2 separate regions of the Sus scrofa genome follow, and region 2 is linked to region 1. A link is a contact called in public HiChIP or PLAC-seq data. All regions are on one chromosome and are shown on one strand. The core of a region is the stretch at or near the end of the contact, and the rest is flanking DNA. Distances in the headings are between cores, read along the strand shown.

Region 1 (4,829 bases), core at 449-2,948:
CCCTGACCACGAGCTTTGGCTTTCCTGTGGGCGCTGCGACGCTGATGGATGAAGTTGGCATGGATGTAGCGAAACACGTAGCGGAAAATCTAGGCAAAATCTTTGGGGAGCGGTTTGCAGGTGGAAACCTGGACGTGCTGAAGCAGATGATATCCAAGGGCTTCCTGGGTGAGTCGCCTCAAAGAAGCATAACGAGCGCCAGTAGTGACAGAGCTCCTGAGCCCAGCAGTCACCCAAGGCCCGTGTGAAGAGTGTGTTTCCTATGGAGCCCCCTGTCACAGGGAGTTTTCGAATGATTTCCTGACCCTCTTCTCAGGCTGGGCCTGTAGCAAAAGGTAGAACCCTGACCACCTGAGGCTCTGCCATTGCCCGAGCGGTGTGCCATCAGCTGAGATGCTGCAGGAGCATCGCACCCAGGTCTCCGGGCTGTCTGGCCACCCGTGTGGAGGTAGTCAACCTCTAGGTGCGGGAGCGTGTAGCTGAGGCTCACCAGAGAGGGGCTTTCGCTCTCGGCAGAGTCGCAGCAAAATCAGCACGAGGCCTGATGAGGCACAGCTGGACATTCCACCTCACCCACATGGCCTTTCCCGCTGAGTCACACAGATTTCCAAGCTACAGGAAATGCAGGCTCTTTTTCCTTCTCCACCAGCTCTTCTGACAAATGCTAATTTCTCGGGTAGGCCAGATACACAGGTTCCGGGCCCGGGATCTGAGAGCTGGTAACGCTCCCTTTCCCTGCGTCTTTCAGGTCGCAAGTCTGGGAAGGGCTTTTACGTCTACCAGGAGGGAGTGAAGAATCGGAATGTGAATTCTGACACGGAGAGCATTTTGGCAAGTCTGAAGATACCCTCTCGGCCTGACATGTAAGTTCATTGGAGGGACTCTTGCTACGGAAGCTTATTTCCCATCAGCCGGAAGCTTCTCCAACCCCCTGTGGTCGGTTTTGTTACGATGATACCTGACCAGAGAGAACATTCTGAGGCTTGGCACTCTTTGCCCTTCCATACTCCACCTCGTTCTCTTCCAGGCACCAGGGTAAGGACTGCACCCGAGCCTTGGGAAGCCCCCTTGGGAAGCCTTCCCTCGGAGGGTCCCGGAAAGCACCTAGAAAGATGGTTTTCCTAGGCCCCTTGCAGTCAACAGCTGCTTGGTGCCGGTTTCAGGCTAATTAGGGCAAGTTAACTGGGTTTCAGGTTAATTGCTTGGAGTTTGACCAGGGCCAGCCCTCACTCCCAGTGTGCACCGGGGCTCCCACCTCCTCCCCCCCTTTGCCCCCTCTTCTACCTGAGTGTCTCTCCCTGTCGGCAGCTCTTCAGACGAAGACATCCAGTACCGCCTGGTGACCAGATTCGTGAACGAGGCTGTCCTGTGCCTGCAGGAAGGGATCTTGGCCACGCCTGCCGAGGGCGACATCGGGGCCGTCTTTGGGCTCGGCTTCCCCCCCTGTCTTGGAGGTCAGTCGGTTGGTCTTGCCCGTTGGGGAGGTGGCTCGCTTTATCCTAGGGCTTGGTTCGCTTCTCCTTCAACTGAGCCCCCTTCCTCCACTTAGGGCCCTTCCGGTTTGTGGATCTGTACGGGGCTCAGAAGGTCGTGGACCGGCTCCGGAAGTACGAGGCCATCTATGGGAAACAGTTCACGCCATGCCAGCTGCTGATTGACCATGCCAGCAGCCCAAATAAGAAGTTCTTCCAGTGAGCGAGCCTTCTCTCTGCTCACTCGCCCCCTGACACCGACAGCGGCAGCACTGGTTCTGCCCAGAGCAGCATCTGGACTCATCACAGGAACCGGGAGGAAGACAAACTCGGGCATTGGGCGTGTGCGATTAAAGTGCCTTCGGCCATGACCAGCTCTCCCTGCGGGGAAGTCTGGCTGTAAAGTAGTTTCTGCTTCATGTTGGCAGGTGGAACCCCTGTGCTCAGGAATTTACAGGCCCGATGCCCAGAGAGGCAGTGACTCTGGGCCATCCTTGCTGCCTCTTCCTCCTGGGAGCCCAGTGCTGGTGAGGGCCCTTCTGCACCCGGCCATACACTTAACAACAAAGACCCAGCTCTTTAGCAGCCTCTCTGCCTGCCTTTGTCTTGCTTTGTCTTCTGTCTTTGTCCTTCTGGTTTAACCCCCTTTCCTTCAAGGAGTGAACTGGAATAAAGCCCTGTGCTTTGGAGGTGGGAATGTATTGGAAGAGTTTGGGGTGGCACCTTAAGAAAGAAACTGTGAGGATGGAAATGGGATTTTTTTTTTTTTTTTTTTTCTTTTTAGGGCTGCGCTTGTGGCACATGCAAGTTTCCGGGCTAGGAGTTGAATCAGAGCGCAGCGGCTGCCGGCCACAGCCACAGCCGATCTGAGCCACATCTGCAACCTCTGCCACAGCTCACAGCAACGCTGGATCCTTAGCCCATTGAGTGAGGCCAGGGATTGAGCCCACATCCTCATGGATACCAGTCAGGTTCTTAACCCACTGAGCCACTATGGGAACTCTGGAAAGTGGGATTTGAGGAGACTAAAGCCTTTTAAACTGACTGTACATAAACGCCCATGGGGGAAGAGGCTCTTGCTAACCTGAGCAGACTAAGAGGTCCAGAGGACCAGCACCTAAAGGAGACTCCTCTCCCAAACTGCATGTCCTCCTTGCAGTTTTACCTTTTTTTTTTTTTTTTTTTTTTTTTTTGTCTTTTTGCTATTTCTTGGGCCGTTCCCATGGCATATGGAGGTTCCCAGGCTAGGGGTCAAATCGGAGCTGTAGCTGCCAGCCTACACCACAGCCACAGCAATGCTGGATCCTTAACCCACTGAGCAAGGCCAGGGATTGAACCCGCAACCTCACGTTTCCTAGTCGGATTCGTTAACCACTGCGCCACGACGGAACTCCAGTTTTACTGTTTTCTTGGTGTGACTTGTTCACGTGTGTATCTCAGGATGTCAGGTGAGCGGTAAGCAGTAGCGGTGACATTTTCCTGGTCAGTGTGTCCTGCCCCGAAGCAATGGAAAGTGGACGGTGCCCACATGGTGATCACGGGCAGCCCGTGGGAGCCACTGCCACCCCCACCCTGCTAGAGCCTCCACTGCTCCCCTGCCCTGCCCTCTGGTGTGGAAAGCTCCTGCCCCTGTGTTCTGGCAGCGGCAGTAGCCAATCTGAGCAAAGAGCTTCGGGGCTCCTCACTGGGTCTGGCAGGAGGATCCACACTTGAGTGTGCACAGAATCCTAACTCCGGTCCCATCACACTGTGCAATCTCAACTTTGAGATGCCACCCAGTCCCCCTGCCTCTCCTCCAGTTGCGAGTACTTCAAATAGCTCCCTGGTGCCAGCTCTGCTGTGGGGACTGGCAGGCAGGGAGCTTACCCCAGCTCAACACTCAGAGTCTGGTTGCTAGGAAGCCAGACCAAAACCAAGGCGTCTCTGAGTCAGGGCTTTCGGTGACTCAGAAGGTAGGGAATTGATCCTCTACACCAAGGCCATGAACAGGCTTCTGGGGGTGAGGGGTCTGGGCAGCCTCAAGGCAGGCGTTTAGACAGACAGGAAGTTAAACCTGGGTGGTGACTTGAACTTTGACGTGTGACCTTTCCAGCAGCAGCAGCACTAGGCAGGTGTGAAAGGTTAGTGAGAACTGAAGGTTCTTAGTAGTTTAGGGGCCCATGGGGGGGGGGGTTCAGAAGGGAACGAGGGCAGCTCTACCAGCTGTCTCTGAGGAACGAGTGGGCCCAAGCACACACCATGTCCTCGCCTGCCCTCGGGCACGGCACCACTCGGGCCCGGTGGCCTGAAAGCACGCAATTGACACCAGGATTCCACCTGCGCTGCTCTTCAGTGGTCTAGCATTTATTTCACTTGAGGATTCATTCGGTGATTGGCAAGGAAACCAAATGTCACAGCATCCCAGTTTCTGTGCTCTCCCTCCTGACTCCCCTGCCCTCGGCGCCGAGGCAGCCCACTTGGGCGTGAGCACTGGCACAGCTTTGTTACTCTTTAGGCAGAAATAGGAAATAAATATCTTGTAAGGCAGACGAGAAGGCGGGTACCCTGGCCCAGACACTAGGGATTAGAGTGGTTCTGGTAGGTGAGGACAGCCCTGAGTGCTGCCAGGTCGCTGTGCTTGAGATCCAGGCCACCAAGACCTGCTCTTGGTGAAGCAGGTGCACAAGTGCAGAAGGATGACCTCCAGGAGGGAAAAAGCAGGTTTTCCCGAAGCTACTATGCTTTTTCCTTCCTCCCCATCCCACTTGTGCCAGGGACAGAAAACCAGGGCAGGACACTGTGTGTTCACCAGAGTTAAGTGATGGGACAGAAGATGGGTGGGAATGACCGAAGGCCACCTGCCTCGAGAACCAGGGAGCAGTCGCCCTCAATCCACCTGCTCTTCCACGGAGTCTTCCTGGACTGGACCCAACAGGCAGGATGCGGGCCAGCTGCAGTGAGCTCAGGGCAGAAGCCAGGGGGCGGGAGACGTGGGGGCGCATCTGGCTCCCTAAGTAGGTCCAGAGCAGAGCTGTGCTCTTCCAAAGCCGTCGCCCACCAACCGGAACCCAGAGGTGGAGCCCCAGGTGCGGCGGCACAGGCTGGTACTCCGTGCACCTGTGTGCAGGGCCAGGGCCGCAGCACACGGTGGCGCGGAGGGAAAAGGAGGGCATCTCAGAGATAGAGGAATCGGCATCCTGATGCCGGGGCAGCTTAGGCCAAGAGCCCACAGAGCACAGAGGAGAGAGGGCACTTGAGGAATCTGTGCTTAAACAATGGCCCGAGCCTTCCCTTGTCTCCAGCCCGCACCTACGTACAAGTCGTGAAGTGCACAGTGTCAGCGCAGCACTGCGGCAGGACAGAGGGAGCTGTGAGGTC
Region 2 (4,999 bases), core at 215-2,714, 210 kb after region 1:
TGGGACTTAGAGCATTCTGAATTCTAGCCCCTGCTCTGCCTTGGGAAGGTTGTTTAACCTCTCTGAACCCAGGTTTCTTCACTTGCAAAGTCAGGACGATAAAGTAAAATAAAAATCCCTGCAGGGTGGTCGAGATTGAAATGAGATGATGTGTGGGAGGCTGTAGGTCAATACTTGGCACAGAGGAGATGATCCAGAAATGGTTCCACTCCTACCAGTAAGCCAGTAGGATGATTGTGGGGGCTCTGGGGAAACCGGCTTGCCGTCATCCCTTAGAAGTGCCATAGAAGGACAATGCAGTGTGTTGCTTTTGTTTCAGATGTTGATTTATTTATTTATTTTATTTTATTTTTTTACTTTAGCACCACACCCACGGCATATGGAGGTTCCCAGGATAGGGGTCAAATCAGAGCTACAGCTGACCGCCTACACCACAGCCACAGCCACAGCAACACAGGATCCTTAACCCACTGAGTGAGGCCAGGGATCAAACCCGTATCCTCAAAGATACTAGTTGGATTCGTTTCCGCTGATCCATGACAGGAATTCCAGATTTTGATTTTTTTTATACAGGCTGCCTCCAAATTGAGAGAGGGAGAGAGAGGGAGAGGGAGCGAGGGAGAAGCCGGGGCGGGGGGGGGGGGGGGGGGGGAGAGGGAGAACGCCAGCGCATTCCTGGCTCTAAATAGAATCGGGATAGAAAGTTACACTGGTTTCATTACAGAGGCAACGTTTACCTCAGTCAGAACATTCTCAGCTCTGGGTTGAGTCCCTAGATTCATTCACAGGCCCAGGACAGCTGCAGAAGAATCTGCAACAGGGCACAGTGTCTGCCTTCCCAGGCAGGTTGTGGGCCGTGTGAAGGGCCCCTGGGAGAGGAGCGGGATCTTATTCGCGCAGGGGATGCTGCGAGGTGGACAGCTGACCTGCAGGGCCGAAGGGGCCCGATCATGCAGAAAAGTCGGATTTGCTGCGGCAGGTGCTTGTAAAGGACTTGGAAAATACATCCTGTGAGGCTGGCTGCTGGTTCTCAGGGCAGGAGAGGGAAGGCGGCGAGCTGACCGAGCTGGTAGTGAGATTGGGGTCAGCCTCTGCCGTGAGGCTGAGAGAGGGCTTTTTAACAGTAAGGGAAGAAAGAAGACTGTGATAGCAGCTGTGTCGAGGGAGGGTCCTAAGAGAACGCTGAAGGATCTGCTAAGCACAGGATAACTGGGTTTCTTTCGGCGGGGGTGGGGTGGGGGGATGAATACATGCAGAGCCAGGCCTCCACTCAGGGGCTGTCAGCCACAACTCGCTTACTACAAAGGGATCAATCAGGGCAAGAAGGCCTGGAGCAGAAGAGAGGACATGGGAAGTTCGGTGTCCCAGTTACAGACTCCCCTCCCCCACCCCCTTCTGCCTGCCCGCCACCCAGAATAGCCCTGGCATCTTTATTGGGTCAGGCTGCCAATTCACGCTCATCCACTGCTTTGCTCGCCCAGCCCTGTCCCCCTGTCCTGTTCCCAGAGCTTGCAGCCTGCAAGGGACATGCAGGCCCAGACTGTTCTGTGGGTGCTCCCTCAAAGACAGCCCAGCATCAGAAGAAGAGTATTTGGGAAGGTTCAGTTCTGAGCCTCTTCCCAGTTGTAGGACTTTGGACCCTAAAGGCACTTTGCTTTCTGAGCCTCTTGATCTGCCCTGTCTACACCTCAGGAGGTTGCTGTAAAGCTCCAGTGGGCATAGATGCTCCTTGCAATTGCCAAGTTGTTCTGTGACGGGTGTTCCTGCTCCCTCCCTCAGCGCTGCCGCTGTTCCTGGGCACAGCCCTCCCACCTCTCAGAGGGTGCGCAGCAGCAGAACAAACCGGGGCCTCTACAGCCTCATCCTTCCTTGTTTTCAGCTGTGAAGAGGGGTCAGCAGGGGCCCGACGTGGGATCCAGTGCTTTTGTATGTGCCCTTGGTTAAAAACCCCGAGAGTGTTGCTTCTCATTCCTCTGTGCTGCAGAAGGCAGGCGTTGCTCTGTCGGCTCCTGTACGGCTTGTTCTACTATTCAAGGACAGAATGTCCTATCTCTGAATTACCCAGCCTGTTTCTTCTCTTCTGTCTTCTAACTGTCTGCCTTTTGGCTTTTTTCATTGCTCATTTGTATCCCTGCTTGAAATTAGCACATGGAATTGAGAATAAATAGTCATCGCAGCTGCCATGTGTGGAGCCCTTCTGTGGGGTACTGTGCTGAGTGATTTTCTGGATTAATCTCAGCCATTCTGTTTGATAAGAATGAGATAGCTAGGCTCAGAGATCATAAGCCACTTCCCAAGGTAACAGAGCTCTAAGGGGTAGAGCCAAGTTCAAACGCAGATCTGTCTGACTCCAAATCCTGTACTTTTTTTTTTTTTTTTAACAAGAGAAATAAAAGCAAGTTTATTGACATGCATACCTTGTGTACACATGGAAGCTGCCCAGGGTAAAATGACAAACTCAGGAAATTCCTGTTGTGGCTCAGCGAGTTAAGAACTTGACATAGTGTCGGTGAGGATGCAGGCCTCACTTCGTGGATTAAGCATCCACTGAGTCACAGATGCGGTCACAGATGTGGCTCAGATGTGGCATTTCTGTGGCTGTGGCATAGGCCAGCAGCTGCAGCTCTGATTCAACCCCTAGCCTGAGAACTTCCATATAACACAGGTGCAAAATCCTGTATTTTTTTTTTAATGTAAATAACTCTCTTGTTTTCTGTCTTTTTTGTGTGTTTGCTTTGAGTAGTAAAATTCCTCACACTCCTTAAGTTGCTGAAAGTAAAATGTCTAACATACCATGAGTCGGCCAGGAATATAGAGCAATGGAAACGTCTTCATAGATACAGCCACTTTATTTTATTTTATTTTATTTTTTGTCTTTTTGCTATTTCTTTGGGCCGCTCCCGTGGCATATGGAGGTTCCCAGGCTAGGGGTCGAATCGGAGCTGTAGCCACTGGCCTATGCCAGAGCTACAGCAATGCAGGATCCCCTAGCCTGGGAACCTCCATATGCCGCGGGAGCGGCCCTAGAAAAGACAAAAAGACAAAAAAACAAAAAAAAAAAGTAATTTGGAGAGTTCCGTGGTGGGTCATCAGGTTAAGAATCTAGCACTGTCACTGCTGTAGCTCTGGTCATTGCTGTGGTGCAGGTTCGATCCCTGGCTTGGGAATTTCTGTGTGCTGCAAACACAGCTCCCCCCACCAAAAAAAGCAATTAGGCAATATCTAGTAAAGCTGAAAATGCCCATCGGAAACATTCCATTCCTGGGTATATACCCCAGGGGAATTGTTGACTATGTACTTGAAGATACCTGTGCAGAAATGCCCACAACAGCACTGTGTTAAATAGAAAAGGGGGAGAAAGGAATTGACCTAGATGTCCATCAACAAAAGGACATAAATAAAACACACGCAAATAACACACACATACACACACACACTCATATACATATAAAGTGCTGTACTGAAACCTTCAGATAGTCAGTAGAGCTAAAGTTCAATAATCAAATCTAGCGCAGCATGGATAAATATAAAAAATATGTTTGTCGAGCACCCAAAAAATGCAGTACAGGAGTTCCCGCTGTGGTTCAAAGTTTAAAAACCCTACTAGTATCCATGAAGATGTGGGTTCAATCTCTGGCCTTGCTCAGTGGGTTATGGATCCAGCATTGCCACAGGTTGTGGTGTAGGTTACAGATGTGGCTCAAGTCCCATGTGGCTGTGGCTGTGGCGTAGGCCGACCAGCCATAGCTCCAATTTGACCCCTAGCCTGGGAACTTATATATGCTTCAGGTGTGGCCCTTAAGAAAAAAAAAGCCAAGCCTGAGTTTTGTTTGTTTTATAGTAATAGCTTTATTAAGATGTAATTTACATATCATGAAATTCACCATTTAAAAATTTTTTGTTTGTTTTTTTGGATTTTTTTTTTTTTTTTTTTTTTTTTTTTGCTTTTTACAGCTGTACCCACAACATATGGAGGTTCCCAGCTAGGGGTCTAATCGGAGCTACAGCTGCCGGCCTACACCACAGCTCATGGCAATGCCAGATCCTTAACCCACTGAGTGAGGCCAGGGATCAAACCTGCAACCTCATGATCCTAGTTGGATTCCGCTGCACCACGATGGGAACTCCTTAAAATGTATAATTTTGAGGACTCCCATGTATTCACAGATTTGTACAACATCACCACTATCTAATTCCGGAATATTTTCCTCACTCCAGAAAGAAACCCGAAAAACCTGTTCGCAGTCACTCATTCCCCAGTGTCCCATCCTTAGGAAAACCCCTGCCTACTTTCTGTCTCCATGGACTTGCCCATTTCAGATGTTTCATAGAAATGGAATCATACAATGTGTGGTCTTTTGCATCTACTTTCTTTCACTTGACACAAGGCTCTCAAGGTTCGTCCATGTTACAGCCCCTGTGAGTTCTTCATTCCTTTTTGTGGCCAAGTTCTGCTCTGTTCTACGGGTATACCACATTTTGTTTATTCATCAGTTGATGGCCATGTGGGTTATTTCTACTTTTTGGCTATTATGAATAATGCTTCTATGAGTATTCATGTACAGGTTTACGATTCTCTTGACCATATATCTAGGAGTGGAAGTACTAAGTCACATGGTAACTCTATGTTTAACTTTCTTAAGAACTGCCAGACTGTTTCCAAAATAGCTGCAGCATTTTATAGTCCCACCAACAATGTACGAATCTTCACCAACATGTGTTATTGTCTGTCTTTGATTGTAGTCATCTTAGTGGCATCTCACTGTGGTTTTGACTTGCATTTCCATAACGAATAATGTTGAGCATCTTTTCATGTGCTTATTGGCCATTTGTACGTTTTCTTTGGAGAGATGACTCTCCAGATCTTTTGTCCATTTTTAAATTGGGTTATTGTCTTTTTGATTTGTAAGGGTTATTTATATATTCTGGCTACAAGTCCTTTATCACCTATACGATTTGATAATTTCTCCTATTTTGGTTATTTCACTTTCTTTGTAAT

What was found. HiChIP or PLAC-seq counts read pairs in DNA pulled down with a chosen protein or histone mark.
Region 2: a contact with region 1 is called in an H3K27ac HiChIP or PLAC-seq map of skeletal muscle. The contact joins two enhancer-like sites. A contact is called at or near these places in 2 of 2 datasets of contacts at active chromatin or transcription factors (alveolar macrophages and skeletal muscle).

What each region holds. Positions count from the first base shown.
Region 1 is chr3:112,795,568-112,800,396 of Sscrofa11.1, forward strand. It overlaps HADHA (hydroxyacyl-CoA dehydrogenase/3-ketoacyl-CoA thiolase/enoyl-CoA hydratase (trifunctional protein), alpha subunit), which reads left to right. Exons shown (of 20, transcript NM_213962.2): 17 at 1-168; 18 at 749-863; 19 at 1,309-1,454; 20 at 1,550-2,060. The coding sequence ends at 1,695. GAREM2 (GRB2-associated and regulator of MAPK protein 2) reads right to left here. Exons shown (of 6, transcript XM_003125325.5): 6 at 3,783-4,829. Among named protein-coding and RNA genes, the nearest start is that of GAREM2, 20 kb to the right of the region's middle. Within about 2 kb of position 1,699, at least 15 of the 83 cell types and tissues checked have an H3K27ac peak or open chromatin away from gene starts, as enhancers often do. A contact at or near this core is called in skeletal muscle, where this site is marked.
Region 2 is chr3:113,005,662-113,010,660 of Sscrofa11.1, forward strand. The region is part of intron 8 of KIF3C (kinesin-like protein KIF3C); the gene reads left to right. Among named protein-coding and RNA genes, the nearest start is that of ASXL2, 37 kb to the right of the region's middle. Within about 2 kb of position 1,465, at least 24 of the 83 cell types and tissues checked have an H3K27ac peak or open chromatin away from gene starts, as enhancers often do. A contact at or near this core is called in skeletal muscle, where this site is marked.